3 separate regions of the Mus musculus genome follow, and all the other regions are linked to region 2. Evidence: chromatin contacts called from public HiChIP or PLAC-seq and promoter capture Hi-C data. All regions are on one chromosome and are shown on one strand. Each heading gives the region's core, a stretch centred on a gene start, on an enhancer-like site or on the middle of the called end of the contact. The rest is flanking DNA. Distances are from core to core; before and after follow the strand shown.

Evidence for each region. Promoter capture Hi-C pulls out the DNA fragments that hold promoters and counts their contacts. HiChIP or PLAC-seq counts read pairs in DNA pulled down with a chosen protein or histone mark.
Region 1: a contact with region 2 is called in a promoter capture Hi-C map of embryonic stem cells, with 2.4 times the contacts expected there. The contact joins the promoter of Cers5 here to the promoter of Dnajc22 in region 2. A contact is called at or near these places in 3 of 39 promoter capture datasets (embryonic stem cells and liver) and 2 of 115 datasets of contacts at active chromatin or transcription factors (bone marrow-derived macrophages and large pre-B cells).
Region 3: a contact with region 2 is called in an HNF4G HiChIP or PLAC-seq map of pancreatic cancer cells. The contact joins the promoter of 9330020H09Rik here to the promoter of Dnajc22 in region 2. A contact is called at or near these places in 1 of 115 datasets of contacts at active chromatin or transcription factors (pancreatic cancer cells) and 1 of 9 other capture datasets (adipose tissue).

What each region holds. Positions count from the first base shown.
Region 1 is chr15:99,769,934-99,773,897 of GRCm38.p6, reverse strand. It overlaps Cers5 (ceramide synthase 5), which reads left to right and starts at 1,383. Exons shown (of 10, transcript NM_028015.2): 1 at 1,383-1,715. The coding sequence starts at 1,519.
Region 2 is chr15:99,098,013-99,101,769 of GRCm38.p6, reverse strand. It overlaps Dnajc22 (DnaJ heat shock protein family (Hsp40) member C22), which reads right to left and starts at 2,286. Exons shown (of 3, transcript NM_176835.2): 1 at 2,170-2,286; 2 at 1-947. The coding sequence starts at 834.
Region 3 is chr15:98,565,344-98,568,993 of GRCm38.p6, reverse strand. 9330020H09Rik (RIKEN cDNA 9330020H09 gene) reads right to left here and starts at 1,670. Exons shown (of 2, transcript NR_028442.1): 1 at 1,469-1,670; 2 at 1-1,355. Ccnt1 (cyclin T1) reads left to right here and starts at 1,258. Exons shown (of 9, transcript NM_009833.2): 1 at 1,258-1,518. The coding sequence starts at 1,358.

The DNA.
Region 1 (3,964 bases), core at 134-2,633, 670 kb before region 2:
TGGCTCACAACTATCTGTAATGAGATCTGATCCCCTCTTCTGGGGGTGTCTGAAGATAGCTACAGTGTACTTACATATAATAAATAAATAGGCCAAAGCGATCTGGGCCCAAGCGGGCTGGAAACAATAAATAAATAAAAAAATAAAGTTGAGGTGGTTTGTAAGATAAGGAAATGAGAGTTCTGGAGTCTAAGTATTTTCTTTCTTTTTTTTTTAAGATTTATTTATTTATTATATCTAAGTATACTGTAGCTATCTTCAGACACTACAGAAGAGGGAGTCAGATCTCATTACAGATGGTTGTGAGCCACCATGTGGTTGCTGGGATTTGAACTCCAGACCTTCGGAAGAGCAGTCGGGTGCTCTTACCCACTGAGACATCTCACCAGCCCCTCTAATTATTTTCTAATTACAGCTGTTGGTCTATATGACTTTGGGCAAACTATTCTGCCTCTTTGGACTTCAGTTTATTCCTTCATAAACTGCTACATGACAGATGTCATTAAAACTAGCGGTCATTTATTTTCCTTTTGCCTTGTTGCTTTTTTTTCCCCCCATTACCTTCTGCCTCAAGAGGGGAGAGGAGGAACCTTTTGTCCTGTACTGTATGCAAACTGGTCTTAAAAGGAAGGGACAATTCTCTCCCTTTGGTCACCCAAGTGCGGAGCCGTCAGCTGTGAAACACTACCTCCCACAGACACTCAAAAGGGAATGGGGGTGGGATGGGGAGGTCTCATGAAGTTCATTTTGGCCCTGAACTTGCAGAGAACGACCCTGAGCCCCAAGTGGGATTACAGTGGAGGCTGGAATTACAGGCTTTTAATGTAAAGATATTTCAAAGCCTTGTGTTTTCTCTGAGAAAAAGTGAAGGTAACTTTTAAGGCCTAAAGCCAAGGAGGGGGGTGGAGATCAAGGAAGTGCAAAAAAGGAGAAGGAGGAGTAGGAGGAGGAGTATGAGGAGGAGGAGGAGGAGGAGGAGGAGGAGGAGGGGGAGGAGGAGGAGGAGGAGGAATCAACTAGGATGAACAGCACAGCCGGCTGGCTGGGACACCGGGACTGTAAGTGATGATCAGGAACGTATAGCCGGGCCGGGAGCCAGAAAGAACTTGAATCTGCTGGACTAGGAAGAGTGTTTCCAAAAGGGAGAAACTAGCCTGAGGTAGGGGTGTGACCATGGTGATGTCGAACCTGCTGAAAGAAACTGGGCGTGGCTCGGGCTGCAGGTGAGGGGCGTGACCAGGACAGGTGGGCGTGGCCAAGAAGAAATGGGCACGCGGGGCGAGGCCGGGACCCACATGAGGGGCCTGGGCTGCTGCGACGGAGAAGTGGGCGGGAAGGCGGGATGGGCGGGGAGGAGGCCATCCTTGCGGGAGAGGCGGGCTGGGCGGCTGGGAGGACCCAGGGACGGAAGAGGGTGGCCGTAGGCCGGGCCCCGCCTCGGGGCCGCCTCCCAGCGGGTTCCTTTTGCCTTGACTGCCTCCGAGGCTGTGGCGGCAGTGGCCGCCGGGCGCGCGTAAGATGGCGACTGCAGCAGCGGAAACCCTGGGCCTCCTGTGGGGTTGGCTGTGGAGCGAGAGCTTCTGGCTGCCTCAGAACGTGAGCTGGGCGGACCTGGAGGGCCCGGGCGACGGCTACGGCTACCCGCGCGCCCAGCACGTGCTGTCGGTGTTCCCGCTGGCAGTGTGCATCTTCTCCGTGAGGATGCTGTTTGAGCGGTGAGCGTTGCTGCGCGGGGCCGGGGATGGCGGGGGGTAGGGGCGGGACGCCTGGGCCGGAGACCGAGGGCCGGAAGCCGAGGCGGCGGGGCGGGGGAGCCGGGGAGCCCGGGCCGCGGCGGGGATGCTCGGAGCCCGGCGACGCGCCCCTGGAGCCTGCGTGCGCGCAGACCGCGCGAGTCTAGGGTGTGGGCGAGTGAGAGAGAATCGAGGGGAGTGCTGGGCCTCAGAAGTGCAGATCACAGAGTCGCATGGAGCTCTCGAAGGCTGCCTCCCAATCTCCAGGAACCCAAGAGTGAGTCGTGCTCCCGCAGTGCCCGGCGAGAGGAACGGGAAGGGCCTGGGAGAACCAGAATTAGCTGGGGTCCTGGAAGCTTGTGGGTTCAGTGCAAGCGCCAGAGCTTCCGAGCGACGTAGGTGGATGCATGAGATGTAATGTTTGCTAAAGTTACTTTACTTCTGGGGTTTGAAACAACAGGATCAGTTAGGCCCCAAGCCCTGATTTGTTAGCGCGTGAACGTGTTAGTATGACAGCAGACGTCTGGCTAGGATAGGGTGTGGTGAAGCCTGAGGCTTCCAACATTTGGGGAAGGTGTCAAGAGGAACTGCTGAACGGGCCTTGGAAGCCTGAGATGGGAGAAGTGGTCATTTTGAAGGCGATGGAGCCTGAGACTTTATTGGAAACAGCTTTGTGAACCAGCTTCTAAGGTGGTAGTATTCACAACATACTTTGCCCAGCTACATGCTCTGGGCAGAAGATCCCCCCCACCCCACCCCCACCCCGTTCTTCAAAGGGCTAGTCTTATCTGCTGCCAAAAAGACACTGTTCTTCAAGGATCTGATGCGATCTGTAATGAGGATCAATCATAGCTGTGTTTTTGATAAAGCTTACTCAAACTCCAAGGAAGTACTTTCCTCGTAGGCAGAGACGCCTTCTGTAAAAACCTTATCTAGAACAAACACGACACTGATGCCAGAATTCCTTTTCTAGTGTGGAGATGTGGTTAGACAAAATAATCCATTACTCAGAAGTATCTGTTTTGGATTACTTCTTTGATTTGTCTACAAGGGTTTTTTTTCTTATATCCAGCTAGTCACTAATCTGTATTTAGTAATACTATTTATCTCTTCTAAAAGTGCTATGCCAGACACTCAGATGCAAAAAGTAAATATATAATAAATAGATTAAGTGAAACTCAAAGTCTTTTCTGGGCCCCCAAGAATTTACAGTTTTTCAAGATAACCATCATTATCTTAAGTATCCCTGAGGTGGAGGTGGAGGTGCAGGCTTAGGAGAAAACTGGATCCTGCTATTCTCTTCCATAGTGAGGGCTGAAAATGAAATGCAAGAACTATCAAGAAAAGAGACAATCCAATACACTTTTCCATTGTCATAAGAATAGTCTTTGTTTCTCATACAGATATATAACAAGCTTTGTGACTTACCTCTGCTATCGGCATACACACACACACACACACACACAGAGTATATATTCCAATTCTAAAGGGTTCCCCCAGATGGCTGGAGACTATTCCCTGGAGGAGTCACTGGAAAGGATCCTTCCCCTATGGGAATTCTGTCTGCATGTTTCTATGGTACTCCAGTGTCAAGGGGATGAACAGGCATTCTTTCTAATGTGATATTTCTTATCCAGTAAGGACAAGCAGCTTGTTTGTTTAGTGTGTGATCTTAGGAAAAGTTAACCCTAGAAACAATCTTGCTATTTTGTTTCCCTTGAAGACCAGCTATCTCAGAAAGTGCTTGGAATTGACTGCTGTTCTGTGTGCTGTCTTCCATAAAGGAAACAGAAGCTATTCTTAAAGTACAGTAAAAGCCTGTCTAAGGGGTTGGAGAGATGGCTCAGCCATTAAGAACTGTGCCAGAAAACTGTGCCTTCCAGTGTACCTGCTGAGTTTCATTCTGAACACTCACATGGCAGCTCACAACCATTTGCCACTCCAGTTCCAGGGGATTGGAGGCCCTCCTCTGCCTCCACAGCCCTGGATGTGATGCACACACTTCTATGAAGTGAGAGCATCCATATATATAAAATAGTAAAATAGGGAGTTTTTCTGGGCATAGTGCACAGCTAGGCAGATCTCCGAGTTCAAGGCCAGCTTTGAATCATAATTAGTTATAGGACAACTATAATGAGATCAAAAATTCAAAACAGCGCCGGGCGTGGTGGTGCACACATTTAGTCCCAGCACTTGGGAGGCAGAGACAGGTGGATTTCTGAGTTCGAGGC
Region 2 (3,757 bases), core at 1,037-3,536:
AGCCAGCTGAAGTTTCTCATCCTGAAAACTGTCGACAAACTCATAGAGCTTTTCCCACTCCTGGAACCGGCTGCTGTTGAAGCCAGGACCTCCGACCAGTAGCCACCAGATCCGGCAAGGCAGAAGCAAGACAGACTCCACGAGGCGGCCAAGAAGTGGGAAAAAGCTGAACCAACTCAAGAAGGAACCCAGGGTTTCTGCCACGTAGTTAATGGTGGCAGCTGTGTTGTACATCGTACTGTAGGCCAGAGGGCCGGTGAAGGCGAGGTAAGCCAAGCCCACGCGGTAGAGCCGCACACTAAGTGTCTCTGACCCCGCTGAGGCTTTGTATCGTCGATGCTTCTGGGCTGTAATGCTGGCAGCCAAACTGATAGGCAGGATGGCTATGGGGCGGCCATAGAACACAGGGGACGTGAGGAAGGCCGCTCCTAAGGTATTCTTAAAGTCTGAGGTCTGGTTACCAACAGCAGCTACCAGCAAGACCCCTAAGCCAACAGCCAGTGGGAGGCCCACTATATAGAAGTTGTCCATGGAAGAAAGGCTGACTAGAGCCACAAGACCAAAATAGACACCCACTACTATCTGGGAAGCAAAGCGAAGGAGACTGAGAGGTGGTCTCTCCTCTTCCGGCCTCTGTTTCCAACTCTGGACTCTGTTGGCTTGAGCCACAAAGCTCGGGAGCTTCCAGAATTCCCAGAGCCAGCCCAACCCACCACCTCCCAGGGTGAGCATCCAGAGCAGGGCATGGCTGTCCCTTCCCAGGTACAGGTGGTGGAGCCCAACAGGACCCCCCAAAGCCCAAAGGACATAGGTCATCAGCAGCCCTTTGGCCATCCTCTAGGGCAAGAGTCTCAGAGAAAATCCAGTGGCGTTTGACATTGATCAAATTGCAGAAATCTCAAGGTCCTCTGTGAGAATCACTGCAGTCTGGAGGGTCATCCTTAGGCCTGAGAGGTGAAGCAAGGAGAAAGGCTCAGCAGTAATAAAAATCAAGCTAGCCCTACCTCGGGGTCTCTCAGGTACTAGATGTCTCCTATCTTCCGTTAGCACCCCAGTCCTGTTATTTACAATCACAGTGACTCCATATTTAAGGGAGGAAATGCTTCAATTAAAATATTTTCATTTATTTATTATTAATTTATTGATATTTGAGGCACAGTCTTATTGCACGTTCCAAACTGGTCTTATGCGGCCATAGCTGAGGACATCTTGGTCTTCCTGCCCCTACCTCCTCAAGTGCTGAGGTTATAGGCATGTGCCACCATGTCCAAGGAAGAGAATGTTTTTGTTTTTAAGATTTATTCATTATTATGCATACGTACACTGTAGCTGTGCTCAGACACACCAGAAGAGGGCATCAGATCCCATTACAGATGGTTGTGAACCACCAGGTAGAGTCAGTGCTCTTAACCGGCTGAGCCATCTCTCCACCCCCAGGAAGAGAATGTTTTAAGTGACTTTAAGTTGGGACACTGAGAACTAGGTGCCTGAACAACAACAACAACAACTCAAAAGCTTGGGACTAACGGGTGACCCAGGGGTCACTTGGGGTTTAAATTCCCAGCACCCACATGGCAGCTCATAGATGCCCTCTTCTGGTCTCCAAGGATATCAGGAGTGCATGCAGTGCACACACAAAGGTTCAAGCAAAACACCCGTGTACATAAAGTAAAATTGAGAAAGAATAAGAAGGGGGAAAAAAGAAGCTTAAATTTCTATCCTCCCCTTAGACTCTGGAATAGTAATGGCTCACAGGAAAGGGCTGAAGAGAATACTTTTTCACTGTTTCAAACCCCTTTGAAAGCCAGTGTCTTAGCCAAACTCACTCCTTTAACATCGTGTGTGTGTGTGTGTGTGTGTGTGTGTGTGTGTGTGTGTGTGTGTGTGTGTGTGTGTAAGCGGGTGCATTCTGTAACTCGGCCAAAGCCCTTTCCAGCTTTCCCATCTCCCCAGACTATGCCGTTCTCCCACAAGCCAAATTTGAAAGGGACCCTGAACTCCTTCCACTTAAACGTTCTGGAGAACATTTTGACCCAGACCTTAGCACCCCACAGCCCAGCCATCCTATCCCTATCAACCAGATCGAAGGCACTCTACAAAGCGGCCGCAAAAATCCTCAGAATATCAAATCTGCCTGCCAATCGTCTTACCTACTTCAAGCAAACTCACCCTCAGGCAGTCCCAGCAGGGCCGCAGTACCTGGCAGCCCAGGCTTCCAGGCTGCTTCAGAACAGCCATTGCCTTTGAACACAGATTCAAAATGGCCCCTCTGTAACTGCTCTCACCTCCACACAAGTGGACTTTGTCCCTCAGTGCTGGGTGACTGTGTTTGAAGTCAGGCCACCTCCTGCAGGCCCCGCCCCGAAAGCCCTGGTCAGCCCCTTCGTAGCCACCTTCCGGTCCTGTGTTCCTGGGCTCTGATCGCCCTCTCTACGGGAAGCTTTCCCCAGACTCACCCAGTTTTACACTGTAGGGCCTGGAACCGCGCCCCACTCCCGGCAGTGCGCACCTCTTGCAGCACTTCATTAACACCGCCAGATGGCGCTGCCGTTTACGGAAGGGAGGGTCCCCAAAAGTCCCAGATCTCCTTTTTGCAAGGTTGGGACATTCCTGGTCAAAGCTGTCCGAACCGTGCAGCTACCTGGCGGGAGAAAAAGGGCGACTCTATCAATAAAATTAAAAATCTCGACTTCCTCTCCTCTCCGCCACAAATGGGAGGTGATCCCTGTCTCGCTTCTCTCTGTACTCCAAGACGGCCATTATAGGATCACGTCTAATTTCTTAAAGGAGAGACATCCACTCAGAGGTGAAGGAGAGAGCCCCTCAAGACCCGCAATTCTGCCTCACTACCTTGCTTCCAGGCCTTCCAGTTAGGGGACTCCACAGCCAGACCTGGGAGTCTGAGCCTGCATAGCCCAGAATCCATAGAGCCAGAAGCTGTTCAGACCCTTGTAGCCTGAAGCAAAGGGGGGGGGGGGAACCCACACCAGCAAGGGATACAGGGTGGGGGCGAGCCATCAGAAGAGTAAGGGCAAACCCAGGGAGACTCGGGGGAGAGGAGCCTGCCTTCTCGCTTGGACGCTGGAATGGAGCTGGCTTACAAGATGCCTTCAACATCCCGGGCTACAATCCCCGAGCAGCTCCGTGACCTTGGCCAAGTCACACCCTTTCCTGAGCTTCAGTTTCTTTTAAAAGAAGCTTGGATCTACGAAATTCCCCAGGCTTGATTAGAGGTAGGGATGGAGCCGGTGGGCTTCACTTAGGGTCACTTGTCAACAGTGGGCAGAATGTTTTAGCTCCCTCCAACGTCTAGTTCTAGCTGGGGACTAGATATGGCCCCTTTAGGGCTGAGGAGGGGCGACAAAACGACAACCCAGCCACGGCTGGGGACGGGGGGCGGACGGGGGCGCTGAATAATGAATGAGACTTAATTGGGCCCGCTCTGCGCGGCGGCGCGCTAAGCTTGGCAAACAGCGCGGGCAGAAGCAGCCGCCGCCGCTGGACAAACAAACTCGCTCGGGAGCCGGGAGCCCAGTGCGAACCGCCTGGAGGGGGAGGGGACCCCGGGGAGCCAGGTCTCCTGCTCGCAGGAGGGGCCCAGAAGTGTCCAAAAACGCGAAAGGGATGAAGGCTTCGGGCCCAGCCTAGAAAGGACGGACTGGGGAGGGAGCGAAGCAGATTTTTGCCGTAGAGCCCTGGGACCCAAGGGCAATGTAAGCGCGTGAAAAAGATGGAGAAAAGAGTGGAGGACGGAGAA
Region 3 (3,650 bases), core at 421-2,920, 530 kb after region 2:
TCGGCCCCAGCTTGCTTTTTACAACCTCACAAAGTGGACCTGGGAGTGAGGCCAGAGCACAAATTATCTCTTGATCTCCTTCTTCTGATAATCCTCCCCAATGCAGGACACAAATTATCTCCTGATCTCCTTCGCTTGATAACCTTTCCCTACGGGGTGGGTTTCCTAGAACTACTGACCTGACGCGCAGGGGAGCTTGCATAACCTTGGGCCCTCCCTGACTGGATGTTTGGAATCTGAGCCTGCAAGCTTATCGCCTTCACTGACAAAGAGAAAAGAATGCAAAAGAAAAAAGGCCTCCAGACCTAAACGATAAACGATCGGTGGTGTCCTTGAGCGTGGCGGGGTGGTGGTGCAAGCCTTTAATCCCAGCACTCGGGCAAAACCCGACGCCCCTCTGAGCTCCAGGGATGACAAAAATAAGAAAGGAAAGAGAGAAAAAGACCCCTTTACCCGGGGCTGGAGAGATGGCTCAGCGGGTAGGGGCACTGACTACTCTTCCAGAGGTCCTGAGTTCAATTCTCAGCAACCACATGGTGTCTCACAACCATCTGTAATGGGATCCGATGCCCAATTCTGTTGTCTAAAGACCACTACAGAGTACTCATATACATAAATGAAGATAAATAAATCTTTAAAAAAAGGCCCCTTTACCCCCCCCCCCCAAACACTCAAACGAAGCTCAGTGGCGTTGATTTTATTCCTTCCAGATGATTGGCCGCAGTGAAACGGGAGGAAAGGCTGCTACAAAATAGGAGAGCGGTTTCCAAACGCGCCGGAGTTCTCCATGCCGGAGCTAAGAACCCAGGAACCTTTTAGTGGCTTTCGCGTTTCTGCACGGGGCAGGGCCACTCACTGTCTCGTCCTTTCTCGGTTTTCTGAGAGTCTCGCCTATTTCCCCTGCCACTTTTTCCGTAAGCCCGGTGTTACAAAGGGGCCTCCATCACGCACGTCCTCGGAAACTACCCAGCCAAGCGCAGCGAGCGTTAACTAGAGGCCCGCCGGTGAGGCCCCCTTACCGCAGTTCTCGCGCGGAAAGACGAGACCTTTAAAGAACGACGTCAGATAGTCCCGCCCACCTGGCGGTCACACGACCGGATCCTGCGTCCCGGCCGCCGGTCCGTTCTTAGCCGCGGACTGGCTGTGGATTCGTCTACGGGGTGTCGGAGGGGTCATTCCGGAAGTCGGCGCTGGAATCTTCGGCTTTCTGGGCGGAAGTGTGTCACAACCTCGGTGGTCGCCCCTTGGAGGAAGTTCGTCACGTCGCAGTAGTCTCGGCACGGCGGATGTGTGTCGCCGCTCCGGTGACGCTGGGAAGTGCTCGCAGCCCCCGCCGCTGCCTCTTGGTTGAAGCACTATGGAGGGAGAGAGGAAGAACAACAACAAGCGGTGGTATTTTACTCGCGAGCAGCTGGAGAACAGCCCGTCGCGTCGCTTTGGCGTGGACTCCGATAAAGAACTCTCTTACCGCCAGCAGGCGGCCAATCTCCTCCAGGACATGGGACAACGTCTGAACGTGTATCCTTTCGGCCTAGGCCATCGGCCTCGGAGTGCGTCCGGCCATGCTTCGACGTCCGGGCCGGCGACGCTGGTGGGGACAGAAGCGGGTGGGGTGGTGGCAGGAGCTGGGCGTCTAAGTTGGGAGAACCCACAATGGCGCTCGCTGGCCGAGCCACTGTTCGCGCGAGGGAAGTGAGGCGGAGTCAATTTCCCGCTCGCTCACCGGTGCCACCGGCCGGGCTGCCGACTCGTACCTCTCCTGTCTTTGTGTTTTCGCTGCTCCTTCCCAGCCCCCGTCCTCTGGATTCTGCCCTGTTTTAGTGGCTTTTGAGAGTCTTCTTTCTGCTGTGACCTAAGGCTCCGTTTAGGACGTTTCGCTATCGACTCTGCCTCCCCAAAGTGTATAAAAAGGGTTTCGGGAAATTCTGTACGCAAAGGACTTATGAAGGTGGTCTGGAATTGCTGCCCCAGTTTTGGTTCCAAGCCCGTTTCTCTCACTAGCTGGCTAACCTGTCAGATTCTCGTTTAAAACAAAATGTCCCAATGTCTGCCACCACGCTTGATATTCAAACGTTCTAGTAGCTGTTTCATGGAATTTAAGAGGAAAAAAAGATGTCAACTTAGGTTTGGGGGGAGGGGATATACAAGTTGGTATGCTTAAAGTAGTTTTCAGAATATTAAGTCCTTGCTTCTTTGGGCACTAGTGATAGTTTATTCATTAGGTTTCAAAATTTAGAGGTAATGTAGTTTAGTGATTTCCCCCCTCCCAGTTTTTCTTATGAAAATACAGTCTTGTGGCAAAACTAATAGTTTTAAAGTTCTTTCCGTTGTCCATATATATATATATTTTTTTTCTTTTTCTTTTTTTTATTTTACTTCCACTTATGTAGCATTTATTTAAGAGTGATGCTGAGGGCTAGGCCTGGTGTCCTGTGCCTTTGATCTGAGCTTTGGAGAAGTAGAAGCAGGCCAGAATTTCCATGTAAGACCCTGTCTCCAAGAAAGAAAAAAAAGTGCAGAGTTTAGGTCTCTAGTGTTTTTAAGTCTGAAGGTTGTATGTTGTATAGGTGTTCTCTTTATTGCCAGTTGTCTCCTATTGAAATCCAGTTTCCCAAGCATTTGGTCAGTGCACGATCAAACCTCTCTGAGTTTCTGTCTGTGTTTACGGCACCTTTTAAATGTGTGTTTAAGCTTGCCGCCATCATATTGTCACTTCTATGCAGACTGTTGCTGAGGTCTGTGGGAATAAGTACTCTTACGTTTTGGGGAGGTTGGAATGGTACCCGTACAAAGGAAGGCAGGGGTTTATTTTCAGTGGATGACTATCAAATGGTTTCAAAGGTTTTATACTTCAGAGGTCATGTAATATTTCCTGAAGGAATCAGAACTAAGCAGGGTGTGGTGGTGCGTACCTTGAATCCCATTGCTCAGGATGGGGAGGTGAGCAGATCTCTACTTCTGATGCCAGCCTGGTCTACACAGCACGTTTTAGGACAGTCAAGGATTCATAGAAAAACCCTGCCTTGAACACTGCCCACCCACCTCCTCACCTCCCCCACGCCCCCCCCCAAAAGAAAGTAGAACTGGAAAACTTAATTATTGAAGTTTAAGAAGGTGAGAGAGAGAAAAGTTCCAAGAGCCTAGTAAGGGAAGGCCTGGTAAATATCCTTAAAAAGTTATTTTTTGTGGGGCTAGAGAGATGGCTCAGCAGTTACAAGCACTTACTGTTTAGGCAGGGCCTATATGGCAGCCCACAGTCGTCTATAGCTGCAGTTGTAGGGTAATCTCATGCCCTCTTCTGACCTCTGTGGGCACCAGACATGCCCTTGGTGCACATACATAGAATCAGGCAAATGCTGATACACTTTAAAATTTTAAAGTTATTCTTGGCCTGACAGAATGGCCCAGCGGGTAAAGGCACTTCTCGTCAAGCCTGGTAGCCTGAATTCCATCCCTGGGACTCGGGTGGGAAGATAACCGACTCCTGCAAGTTGCCCTCTGACCACCATACTCATGCTATGGCCAAAAGTAAATGTGATGAAGTTGTCCTGAGCTAAAGGATCGTCTTTGCAGAAGGCAAGTGACAGGACAGGAAGCCTGAGGTCGTATGCAGCTTTGTTTGTACTGATTTACAACTTGCTACTTGTTTT